Linked DNA regions of Macaca mulatta: region 1 is linked to region 2. Evidence: chromatin contacts called from public Hi-C data. All regions are on one chromosome and are shown on one strand. The core of a region is the stretch at or near the end of the contact, and the rest is flanking DNA. Distances in the headings are between cores, read along the strand shown.

The links. A called contact is a pair of places that touch in the nucleus more often than the background predicts.
Region 1: a Hi-C map of liver shows a contact between it and region 2, with 10 times the contacts expected there. The contact joins two enhancer-like sites. A contact is called at or near these places in 8 of 14 Hi-C or Micro-C datasets (blood, cortical neurons, fetal cortex germinal zone and 4 more).

What each region holds. Positions count from the first base shown.
Region 1 is chr4:135,340,357-135,346,998 of T2T-MMU8v2.0, forward strand. It overlaps ADGRF5 (adhesion G protein-coupled receptor F5), which reads left to right. Exons shown (of 22, transcript XM_077999826.1): 22 at 1-137. Among named protein-coding and RNA genes, the nearest start is that of MEP1A, 52 kb to the right of the region's middle. Within about 2 kb of position 3,980, at least 8 of the 40 cell types and tissues checked have an H3K27ac peak or open chromatin away from gene starts, as enhancers often do.
Region 2 is chr4:135,200,979-135,207,930 of T2T-MMU8v2.0, forward strand. No RefSeq gene overlaps it. Among named protein-coding and RNA genes, the nearest start is that of ADGRF5, 33 kb to the right of the region's middle. Within about 2 kb of position 1,888, at least 4 of the 40 cell types and tissues checked have an H3K27ac peak or open chromatin away from gene starts, as enhancers often do.

The sequences.
Region 1 (6,642 bases), core at 2,730-5,229, 140 kb after region 2:
ATAGCATTGTACATTATTATTGCTGTTGTCACTGTTATTGTTACTGTGGATAATGGCCCTTGGTGTGTTGTATAGCTCCCTATGTATTCTCTGTTTCCATCTTTAAGTTCCCAGACCAATATACATTAAGAGCTTTGCATGGTCTAAGTTGTGTTTATTCCAACCACTCAGAAAGCTCCTGGAAAGAAATTTTACATTTGGCTGTTCTGTGCTCCTAATGACACTTGACCTTGTTGAACAAATGGCAGAACCTTTCCCAAGGATTTGATTGTGAATTATCTGCATGTGTGCTTCTTTTTTTGGTGTGTATGTATTTCATTAAAAAATATAAATATTTATGAAAATAGCATCCATATTAGAGTTAACTCATATTAGAGTTAATAGCATCCATATTAGAGTGAATAACCATGTGCTATTGATACAGCAACCCTACATTGCAAATAGAAGTCCTATCCCAAAAGGAAAATGAGACAAAAATAGAGATGTGGGACTACTCAGGATATGTGGGCTGTGTGGCAACATAAATGGGCACAGCCATTAGGAAGATGGGGCAAAAGAGGCTGAGATTCAACAGCCATTTCTTTATTGAGGTTCAAAGGAGTTTTCTTTTAATATTTTAATCCTTTAACATATCTTCTTTTTATTTTAAATTTTAAATTCTACTTAAATTCTGCTTCTGCCTCTCTTTTCTTCATAGAGAAGGAGAGGCATGGGGCAGAGGTGGGACAGTTAACGTAAATGAATTCTTTATTTCTACATATTCACAAATGACATAGACATCTACTCCCACATTTGCCTGAGAATTGTCGCATCCCTGTCCCAAATGAATGGTGCATTACCAAAAGTCCCTAAAGGAAATCATTGTTATGCTGTAAGTGCATGCCACATTCTTCAGGAATGATCAACTTTGGGCAGAGCTTGGTACTAAGAAGATGGAGACAGAGGTTGGGTTGGGAGAAATCCCTTGAATTAGAATTAGAATTAGAATTAGAGAAAGAAGGCCTTTGACTGATTTGGTTCCTGAAGTTATATCAAGAAGAATCGAGCCAGGCTTGGAGCCCAATGTTAGCAGGGCTATCTTGACATGATCAATCAAGGAAAGCACACAGTATTGGGAGCAGGATGTGGTTGTCATGCTCAAAAATTCAGTGGGACAAGAAACGCTGAACTTCCACCCACTTCAGCCAAGATCCCTCGGGGAATCACTGTGTTCAACCCTCTGAAGGGAACTTTCATTATAGCAGGAGCCTGTGGGAGTTACACAGGATGTGGATCTGCCCCACTGCTCCACTCGTTAACTGGGGCATATTCCCTTATCCCCAGCACACACAAATACACACATGCGCACATGTGCACATACATACATGCATGTGCTTTCACCCTTTCAAGCCACAGCACTGGGTCCAAATTCCAGAAAAGCTATGAAAGCAAATAATTGGAGAAACACTTGCTGGTTTTCTGCCCACTGCAATACGCATTAGCCCAGCCACTACCCTTTCTCAAGAACACCCTAAAATGAACAGTAGAATTCAAAATTGTAGAAGAGCAGCTATGAAGCTGAGAATTTTATGAATGCAGGAACCTTGCTCGGCCCTGAGGTTGCCATCTCTCAATCAGCAATGATTACAAGGCTATTAGTAGCAGATTTCTGAGAATGAAGGCACATTGAGTTGTGCGATCTACTTTGTTTGTAAGGTGCCCAGTGCTTCCCTGTGTTTCTGACATCTCTCAGTGTATAAAGTCCATTCCCTGGGCCTAAACTTTCTTGCATTAGGAGCTTTCCATTAAGTCAGTTTCTTGCAAAGGGCTCTGTCCTAATGCGTCAGAGTCTGTGAGGTTAGAACATTCACAAATGAGCAGTTAATACAGATTACAGGAATATTCTCTGGGAATATTCTAAGTCCAGACTAACACATCATTTCTTGAGTAAGCCAGATGTCTGCCATCCTCCTCCCCCATTTCTTATTGTTTACATGGGGAAACAGTTAAATAAATGTCCGTGGGGTTTTCAGGATGTAGGTTGCTAAGGTCAGAAATTAAGAAAGACTGTGGGAAGTCACAGCCTTTTGTGGTTTGTATAGAGAATTTCAAAAAGATCCATGTTGGAATGCTTCAGAAAAAAAAAAGTTATATGGAGATGAGAAAGATTACAGCAATTAGTACATATAGAAAGGAGGTGTGGGCGAGTTATTGAGGTGAATGGAGCAGGAAATCACAATCATTTGAAGACAAAAAGAAATAGGTGGTCCTAGAAATGCCAGGTAGGTGGAATGCATTTATTTTGTGTCATGTGATGGTGAAGTCAAATAAGGCCTCCTCATCTCAAAGAGGAAACCCAGTGACCCAGGCCAGTAAAAGTGTGATTCTTCAAGTGTCCAAAATGAAGGTGGAACTTACCGGGCACATACCTTCTGATTGTGTTTTTAAAAGGGCAATTGGAATAGTGTTTCATCATTTCAAGAGCCCGGTAGTTTAGCGTTAATATTAGGTTCTATTGGTTTCTAAAATTATGACTTGGGATTTAAAATTGCATCATGTATGCCAGCACACAGCTATGCTTCCTTTCCATACTATAACAATGAAATATCTAATGAGATCTCTTGAGCTATCTTTGTAGTAATTGTGTGTCTTCTTGCAATGTGGTGCTGCCCTGCTCAGTCTTCTGCATGTCACCCAGAATGCAGCTCCATTTTCCAAACAGCAAACTATCCTTTCCATCTTCCAGGCATGGAGGAGGCCAGCAGCTCGCTGCTGAACTCAACTGGCTGGCAGGGCTGATGGCTTCCCTCACGCCATCTGCACTTCCAAGCCGTGTGCAAAGATCCATCACGTTATAGAAGGTTTAAACAAGGGTCCTTGAAGTAAAGTTTTCAGAAACAAATTGTCTGGCAAACAAAGAGATGCCTGTTCCAACATTTGTGTGTGGATGGCTTGGAATTTTCATTGACAGCTGAAAATAGAGCCCTCATTTCCTACAGATGAATATACAGGATGTGAGGGCTCTATTTATCCTCTAGCACATTCTCGATGGAAACCAAGTTTCCCACTCTTAGTGAATATGGAGTGGACAGAAGAAGAAGAGAAGGGAGATGGGACAACTCCCGAAGCCCGCTCTGTGCCAGACACCAGTTCTTATCTCCAAATACCATCTGTATGTGTTAGGGGTGGGCGTGGGGGCCTTGGTCGTGGTGTCCTACGATTCAGACACAGCCGTCCTGTCTATTCTTAAATGATTTTATACACACGCATCCTTCTCTTTTAACCTGTAAACTTTGAGACGACATTGAAAAGCCACCAGTGTCCACAACAGGTCCCTCCGCACACATCGGGCATGGTTAGGAGATACATGAGCCTGTTCCCACCCCAGGGTTTTTATTCTCTCATGCAGAGCCAAGTGAAGGATGCCAGTGACTATTGAAGCCTAAACAGAACAAACCCAGGATCCTGGACAGGGGGAAATGGCTTTATTCTCAGCATGAAAGGCAAGAGGACCTGATTGGGCAAGTGGTGGGCAGATTGCTGTCACGGCCCACTTCTGATGACATTAAACAACAAAACCCAGGAATGACTTTGGGCCCTGCCTTTTTCGGATTTTGATTGGTGCCATCCTGAGTCTTCCATCCTGCCAGCCAGCCGGCACCGCAGCAGTTGTGGGAAGAGGAATTTGACTTTGATTAACCGAGAAAAACTGTGCACGCGTTTTCTGTTTTATTTATTTATTTTTTCCTGGAACTGTGAGGGTTTTCCCATGCCCCAGGGGCTCCCTCACAGCTGTCCTATCCCAAGCATTCCCGACAGGAATCTCCAGCTGGGCCGGAGTGACAGCTGGCCTCCAGCACTGCAGCTCCACAACCACCGCCTGCGTCTCCTGAGGCTCGCGCGCCCCCTGGTGGGCTTGAAAGGAAGTGTCCCCGTTGCGGTCCGGCCTCAGGAAGCGCGTGGGAGGCCGAATCAGTCCCGCGGATGACGCGCCCAATGAGCTATGTTCAGGAAGTAGTATGATCACATGGACAGAGCGAAGGTCAAGGCATAGTGGATAACAGAAACCAGGAATGAAAAAAATCTCTTTCACTCCCGCCTCCTAATACTTTTATATTATGATCCTTGCAGAGGAAAGGGTAGTCAGAAAGCCACGTAGGAATGTGGAGGGAGTTTCACACACGTAGTTTCAGTGTGTGAAAGGCGAAGGAAATTTAGGGCCCCCAATTCACTATGCAAAAAGGAAAAAAATTAAGATGGAAGCTGAGTCAAGCAAGAAACAGCTTTTTCCTTCTGTTGCTAAGCAAATAGCTATTAGATGAAAGGCCAGATATCTCCACAGATGGCTACAGTAGGTTCACCTTTTATGTAAAGTGCCAATTTACTGAGATGAATAGATCACTGGCTGTTCCCCTAGCTGCTCCTTTTCTCCTACAAGGCATAGATTCAGCGATGTGACCATACCCTCCCTCTTTCGTCTCCACTTTTCCCCTTTAAATACTGAATCCCTCAAAATATCTTTGCAGAAAGACACAGACCACAGACTGTCTCTGTGATTCTGTGTTCCTTTATTCCAGGCTTGTTCTTAACTTTGGCAAAATAAACTTCTAAGTTGATTGAGACCTGTCTCAGAGACTGGTTTACAAGTGTGCCTAGCACATCCACAGGCAGGCATACATTTCTGAGGCATACTCACTGGGATAGCTCCTTCCTTTCTCTGTCCCCCCTCACTGATTGACTCTCATTTATGGCACTAACAGCAAAGCTGAAAGCCCCGAAAATGATCTAGTTCACCCATTCCAGATAGGCTGCTGGAAGGTCGTTTGAGGAAGAAAAATGGGTGCCTTCCATGTTTCATGGGAACCTAATAGTTTTTCCATCAAGGCAGCTGCAAAAGGATTAACATAGGTGGTCTCCTATTCCCTTTCCTAATTCATCCATTGAAAGCCACTGCTGGCCTGGATTTTCATTTTCAATCTATGAAGAATCTGCAGATGAATCTGCAGCTATCCCAGGGCTATCTGACAGTCCAGCCGGCAGCTGAGGCTGGATGGCAAGTTCCTACCCTAGCCTCTGAGCACACATTGCTAACATGTGATCCGAGAAGACCCAGGAGAAGTCAACAGGGCCAACTGCCAGCAGGGCTGGTCCTTGGAGTAGAGGGACAAACTGAACTGGCCTTAAGTAATGAGGCAGACAGCTTCCCAGTTTGAGGGGGATGTCACACACCTTGGCCTGTTGCTCCTATCCCCTCGAAATAGCTCTCACACCTTCTCCCTCATGTTGGACATTCCTTTTACAAAAACCAAAATCTCAAGGACAGATAAGATTAACAAGGTTAATCTCAGGTTAATCTCAAAGAGAGAAAATGTACGCAAATATACTTCTGGGTGAGAAACACAGTAACTTAAATTTACCATCGAATGAAAATGACTGGTAACTATGTAACTATGTTAACCAACATTTTTTGAGCTCTTGCTGTGTACCTGATGCTGTTCTAAGATTTTTATGCATATAATCTCATTTAAACAGTATACCAAACCAAAAGTAACTAAAGATTCTTTTTCTTCGCATTTTTAGAGGAAAAAAATTGAGCACAGAGAGGTAAATAACTTGCCCACAGTCACACAGCTGAGGACCAGTAGAACCAGGATCTAAATGCAGTGTCTGACCTAGAACATGGACATGTATCCACCACCTTATACTGCTTCTCTGTGCAACCTGATGCCAGTTACTTTCTTAAAAGTAGGCTTCCATAGCAGGAAGAGTTTCAAATGCACAAAATGAGAGGGAAGACAACAGTGACAGAGAGGGTGGAGGAGTTAAGGCTTCATCTCGCTTTATAATTCTACCTTGGGTCAGCCCAGGACATAATGACCAATGCTCTGAGCAAACTTCAGAGTGCGCCTACTTCCTTTTTAAGTCTCTGATGAAGCATCAAAGAATTCCTGCTGTGCTGCTTTATTAAAGGTAGATATCAACTTAGCTGTCTAGTGGACCCCCCAGCTTCAGTCTTCATTTAAGTGAGCTTCCTGTAAGGTCTCAATCACCACTGTTGTTGTTTTTATTTACGTCTCGGATCTATCAAGAATTCTGGGAGTGTTGGATGGCATTTAGATACGTAGGAAGAAAATATGGCTTCCCAGAAATGAAGAGTGATTCTGAGGCTACGTTTAAACATATCAAGTGGAGAATTGGAGCATTTGCCCTATTACGTTTAGCTAAGTCATGATTTTCCTTATGACATGCAGACTGAAACAGCAGCTGATTTGCTACTTGAATGCTTTGCATTCTTTGCTTCAGTTTGCATGGACAGGTGTATTGGGCTGTTCTTCAGCATTGATTGACAGCCAGTTCGGCAAATGTGGTATGGTGGTTAAGAGCATTGGTTCTAGAGCCAAACTGTGTGCTTTTCAATTGTAGGTTCACCACTTCTTAGTTTGACTTTTGGTAAAATAACTCTTTCTGCCTCAATTTGCACTATGTGAAAGGAGATAATAATGGCACAGGCTCCATGGGTTGTTATAAAATTCTTATAAAGCCTACAAAACCATATCTGGCATGCAATTATTGATGAATAAACTTAGTCTTCATTATTTTACATCATACTGTGTATGCATAAACATTACAGTAGATATGCATCATACACACATATATACAACA
Region 2 (6,952 bases), core at 638-3,137:
CTACCTGAATACCCTTTCTTTCTTTCTCTTGCCTTAATGCCCTGGCCAGAACTTCCAACACTATGTTGAATAGGAGTGTTGAGAGAGGGCACCTTGTCTTCTGCCGGTTTTCAAAGGGAATGCTTCCAATTTTTGCCCATTCAGTATGATATTGGCTGTGGGTTTGTCATAAATAGCTGTTATTATTTTGATATACATTCCATCAATACCTAGCCATTTTGCGACAACCTCAAGTGGTTCTTCTGTGGAAAGACAATTTGCATTTTGTAAGAAGGCAGTAGGCCTATATTGTAATTACCCTTATCAAACTTCAGGGGGCAGGCTTCGACCGAGAAATAAATCGTGGACAGCTTCCTTAAAGCTTAAATACACCTGAAATTCACTCTCAAATTTGAGGGTGCAAAAGACGTTTTAATCTCACCACTCTAATTAGGGGCAATCGGCATTGTTGCTGCTTTGGTTTGTATAATAAAAGAGATTAGGAATCTGTGACTATAATAGCTCTGTTTTCTGATGGCAAACAATGCCTCTGTTTCCTGGGTTTATGCCCAAGTGTGCTGGTAAACACTGAAGACCGCTTTAAGCAAAGCAGGAATTAGCCATGGGTGGCACGGGATTTTCATCTGCTAGAAAAACAGTGTTTTTTTTTTTAATATTTGAGTCGTATCAAAAGGTTATACCTTGGATACCTTGGGCAAAACAGAGTTAATTCAAATATGTGGCTTGAAAAATAGATTAGAAATATTCTGTACTTTTTGGATTCACTTCTTACTTTGGGAAGAAAGAGTCTGGAAAATTTTGCATAGTTTTGTCAGCCTAGAGCTCCACTTCCATGGATGAATTACATAAAACTGTTTACAGATTCCACTTTGTACCCCAGGTCTTAAGGTAGAGGGAACAAAATAAAGCAAACAAACATAAAACAGTGACTTGAATGCAGAACAGAGATTTGCAAGGTCCCCAGGGGTTGGCCTGGAAAGCTCAGGGCTGCTTTGCAGTTAACTCTTCAGCCTTCACCACCGTGGCCCAGGCTTACCTTAGCAAGCTCCCCTCCCTTGTTTGGAAAGTCTCCCCACTGACCTCACCTTGTGAAGCAGCAACAGACCATATTTTATCCATAGACATGTATCCCTTCTGGAGAGAAATTGTACACTGGGGCTGTCTTTTAACAGCATAACATTCTTAACACCATGCCATGAGGTAATTTTTCCATACCCTTTATCTAAGAGTCTCCTGCTAACCTGGGCAAAGTGGAGGAGGGGTGAAACTGGAGCAAAGAACTAAAAGAAGTGATAGGGGAAGAGTTCCCTAGTTCACTGATTACCATGAATTCTCCCATAGGGGGTCCACATTTCACCTGGCTTGATCTTAACCAAACGTGCCTAGTTGTATTTCCTTGATTGGCTCCTGTGGGGAAATGGGGAGATTTTTCTGTGGGACAGGGAGTCCTTGGGAGGCTTGGGGTCTAGCTTCTTCCTGTTGTCTCTCTGCATTTCAGTTTCCCATCTGTAAAACCACAGATCCACATTCATTAGATAGGCTTAAAGGTCTCTTCTATCTCTGACTTTCTATAATTCTGGGTCTCCTCATGAGTATCACGCTGGGAGAAGAGAAATTTATCACTGAAGAATACCAGCCCAAATGGGTTTGGCAAGACCTTATCTTGCTGGATAGAAATTGTAGATAAAGCATTGCCAACAGCTACATTATGCCAACCAAATGGGAGGCAACATCCCTTTGGAATTCTGACCCGATGCTCGAAACCAGAGCAAAGGAGTTCCTCAGTGTGATGTTCTGCCAAGGGACACACTGGATTTGTGGATAAGGTTTCCTGGTTCTTAGATCTCAGCCATATCCCTGAACAGGGCATGGGCAAGGCAGCTGTGAATTCCATGACAACATGCTGCTGGGCACTGCCAAGGATAATTCTTCGCAGCATGAAAGCTTTGCCTGGTGCTGGTGATAATGTGACTCTCTCTTCCTGAGGTAGGCTGGGCAGGAGAGCCAGCCCCATCTGTCTTCTATTTCACCACATTGTGGGAAATGTTATGTAGCCACCCTTTCCCCAATAACTAATTTTAAAAGGGTGAAATTAAAAAGTCACATTCGTGAAATCACTTCTATCATTTCTGCTGACAATTGTTTACATATGAAAGTCTGCGTTATATGAATTGCTCATAGCCTGCTTTCTCTTAGATCAGAGAATCGTTCTCAGGGAGTATTCCCCAGCCAGCAGCATCAGCGTCACCTAGAACTTATTAGAAATGCCAGTTCTTGGACTTCTCCCCAGACCTTCTGAATTAGAAACTCCAGAGCAGGGCCCAGAGACCTGTTATTTTAGCAAACTCTTTGGTGACTCTGGTGCACGCTTAAATTTGGGAACCACTGAGATAGGGAATGTTAGAGACCAAGGGCTGGAGATTAGGATCAGCAAGGCTGGGAAGCCTCCCTTATGCTGGAGAGTAGGGGGTGGGGGTGAGGACTTGTTTCCATCTTATTTTCTATGGACAACACTTCCGTGAGCATCAGTAAGCAACAAAGTCTTGGTAATGATGTGAGCAGAGAAGTGATTAATGCTGGGTGGTAGCATTCTAGAAAATGTAATAGAACTGTTAAGAAAGTTATGGGTTTGAGGCCTGCTTCCAACACTTACCATATTAACTTGGTTACATTACAAAAGTTTGGTTACTTCATCTGTAAAGTTATTGTTGAAAGTACACGAGAGAAGCCTGAAAATTCTTAGGATACTGCTATTTACTAAACATTCAACAAATGGTGGCTGTTATTTACATTAATGACACTAACGTTAATAATAAAGCATGAATTCTATAGAACATCATTACTACTGAAAAGCAATGTGCATAGAGGAAAACACAGTCTTTGGGGACAATAGACAGAGTTCAAACCTCAATTCTGTTATTGACCACCTCGGACAGGCCATCTTATTCCTTTTTATTTGTAAAATGAGAAAGATGACATTTACCGTGCAGGGTTCTTTGGAAACCTAAATGGAGGTAAAGGTAAAGCAGCTTGTTTGGTGCCTGTAATATGATAGGCAATCGGTAATTTTCTTTTTACTTTCTCTTTTTCAGAAGAAAAAATAAGCCCAAATTTGTAAAAGTATGGTCAGTGGGCCATGGATTTTCCAGACAAAACATTCCTATAAGGGTATTCTATCCAGACGGCTTAGGAAATGCCTGTTCAGTTTTATAGAAAAAGGCATACAAATGGCCAACAGGCATATGAAAAACTGCTAATTATCAGCAATCATTAGGAAAATGCAAATCAATACCACAATGAGATATCATCGGACCGTAGTTAAAAATGGCTATTATTAAAAAGACAACAAGTAACAAATACTGGTGAGGATGCTGAAAAAGGGGAATGTTAGTGCACTGCTGATAGAAATGCAAATTAGTAGAGCCACTCTGGAAAACACTGTGGAAGTTCCTCAAAAAATTTCAAATAAATCTACTATGTGATCCAGAAGAATGAAATTCTGCCATTTGCAGGGATATGGATGGAACTATAGAACATTATATCAAGCAAAATATGCCAGGCACAGAAAGAAAAAGATTGCATGTTCTCACTCATACTTAAAAAAGTTGATCTCATCGAGGTGGAGAGGGATGATGGCTACCAGAGACTGGGAAGGGGGAACAGGGATGAAGAAAGGTTAGTTAATGTGTACAAAAATATAGTTGGATAGAAGGAATGGAAGTTCTAGTGTTTGGTAGCACAATAAGGTGATTGTTAACAATAATTTACTGTGTATTTCAAAACAGCTAGAAAAGAAGATTTGAAATGTTCCCAATAAATAGAAATTATAAATGCCCGAGGTGATGAATATCCCAATTACCCTGATGGAACCATTACACATTATATGAATGTATCAAAATATCAGATGCACACCATAAATATGTATAACTATTATGTATCAATAAAAAAAAGAAAATGTCATTTAAAGGTAAGGGGAAGGACTACAGGGGCTTATGAAGAAGAAAGTGACCCTTGACAAGTAGAAAGAAAAATAGCTCAGGGAAAATAAGGCTTTTAACAGAATGATACTGAAGAACTATAAACCCAAATACACTTCTAATTATTTTTTCCTTGTTAATATAAAATAGGCTTTTAAAATATATCAAAAAACCATTAGTATTACTTTTACTTAGGACATTTCCAAGTCTACAGAACTTTTGGGTTCCTAAACTGCAATCTCATACTAGCCCATCTGTCCCTCTGCCTTTTATATTTTTACTTTAGGGAAGACCAGTCACCAGCCTCAGATATCTTTTTGTGGCCTCTTCTTTTCTCCACTCTGCCTCCCCCAAATGTATATTCACTTTCCTTATCCTGGTGTTGCAGGTGCTGAGAGGGGTTGTGTGTTACAAAAATGTACATTGGGTTGTTTAAATGAACCAAAGTTTACATTTGAGTGTAAGCATAAGATGTATAGGAGGTGTGAGTATGAGGTGGTGAGATTGACTCCTTGCTTTCCAAAGAGGAATTTTTACTTCTATTTGTTTGTTTATTTATTTATTTATTTATTTATTTACTTACTTACTTGAGGAGATTCAGTGGTGTGGCCGGAATTACAGAATTGGGGTGCCACATTTACATTATAGCTCTCACACTCAGCTGTCATCCTCTGGTGAGTAATTTAGTCTCTCCGAAACCTCACTTCCCCAACTGTAAAATTAAAACAGTAATGGTACCTGCCTACAGGGTTTTTATGGGCATTAAATGAAATAGTGTATTTAGCAAAATTCCTGGACCATAGTATGTGCCTACTATATGTTAGCTTGTATTATTAGCTTTTATTTTACTGGAAATGTAAAAATTTTTATAAGACAGAAAGTATCCATTTCTTTCCTCATTATACTTGACTTTCCAGTTCCCTATGCACCCATTTGCCCCACACCAAGAAATAATCACTGTTAAAAGTTTGGAATATGTTGTTCAAGACTTCCTCCTTCCACGTAAGTAGGATCCCACTTTCCACATGTATGTATTCTGCCTTCTAGACATATTTAATGCTTTTTTCAAAAGCTCACAAAAGAAATTTGGCAATTTCCTGTGAGAACTGAACCAGGTTTGAAATGCAGAAGAAAATAGATCTCATAACTTAATTTTTATTTTTTATAATTATCCAGTCCAAAATGTCATTTTGTTTTTGTTTTGAGACAAGTTCTCCCTCTGTCACCAGGCTGTAGTGCATTGGCACAATCATGGTTCACTGAAGCCTCTACCTCCCAGGCTCGAGCAGTCCTCCCTCCTCAGCCTCCTGAGTAGCTGGGATTACAAGCGTGAGTCACCATGCCTGGCTAAATTAAATTTTTTTTTTTTTTTGTAGAGACAGAGTCTCACTATATTTCCTAGGCTGGTCTCAAACTCCTGGGCTCCAGTGATCCTCCTGCGTTGGCCCCCAAAAGTGTTGGGATTACAGGCGTGAGCCACCACAGTCAGCTGACCTCATGACTTTAGGTCTATCTCTAGAGCTCTGTATTCAGAGCTTTCAAGTTACACCAAATTTTTCAAAATAAAAACTACCTTGATATACGTGGTTATTTATACCCATGGGTCTGGATAAATTTTATTTTCTCAAAAAATTTACACTCCTCTCAAAGATTCAGATGTTGGTACCATAATAGATATCTAGAAGATTGTGATGCAAGTCCTGAGGGTACCTCCAGGAGGAGTATCAACTATGCCCCCGCTGCACCCTCCCAGTTCTGGCCACTCCATCCACCTCCATGCTCCCTGCCAGCCCAGGAGTGCACTGTCAAGCCCCAAATCAAAGTGTAACTCTGGGCCTCTCCCTCCAGGGCAGCCAATAAACCCCAGCTTCATGTGCAACAATGTACAGTAGGCACAGATATGGGCAAGGAGGAACTTTGTTCAATATCAGACATGGCCAGCAACTTCTACGACCAAGAGTTGAGACTTTGTGACCAAATTCTAGCTTTTCCCTTCTGAATGCTTCTTCTCGTTACATAAAGGTACATTACAGCATGTGGGTGCTACATATGCTCCATAACCTTACAACATTCCCAGGAGGAGTCCAGGAGTTGGGGTCCATGTGTGTCATTTTTAGACACAACTCTGGCTCCTGGTTCAATATTTGCCTGGGTACAGCTACACTTTGCGCCTGCCACCACTGGTGCAGGGACTTGTCCTTTGTACTTCTCCACGGGTGGGAGGAGGAATAGCGTGGAAGCCTGGCTTCCTGAGGATGGGTCCTTGGTCTCTCAGGAAGTTATTCATCCTTCTTGGCATGTTTGTCTATCCACAGATTGTGGAAATGAGGCTGGGGAAGCAAGGGTTGGAGCTTCTGATCCCTCAAAAGAATACACAACCCGAGAAAATATTGGCCATGGAGTTCATGGCTGAGGGTTCAATTGCTGGGCCTCCTACATTTTTCACAGGCTGTGCAGCCTTTTGAGGGGTCAGAAGCTCCAACCTTAACTCCCATAAGCCTGCCACAGGCAAGCCTGCCAAGATGGTTGACTAACTTCCCCAGAGCACAAGGTCACACCCTCAGGAAGCCAGGCTTCCAGGTTGTATTTTTCGATGGGAAGAAAATGTGTTCCTTCTCTCTGCAGTAGAAATATACAAAGGGCGGGTCACTTGAGAAGCCCCCAGGAAATTCTCCACTTTCACTCTCAGCTCATCTCTGGGAGAGATGTGGGGCATGGAGGCCTTTTCAACAGACAAAAAGAAACAAAAAACCCTTTGTTGGGGCGGGTGTAGTGGCTTATGCCAGCACTTTGGGAGGCCAAGGTGGGCTGATCACCTGCGGTAGGGAGTTTGAGAGCAGCCTGGCCAACATGGTGAAACTCCGTCTCTTCCGGACATGGTGGTGTGCACCTGTAATCTCAGCTACTCGGGAGACTGAGACAGGAGAATCACTTGAACCTGGGAGGCGGAGTGCGCAGTGAGCCGAGATCACACC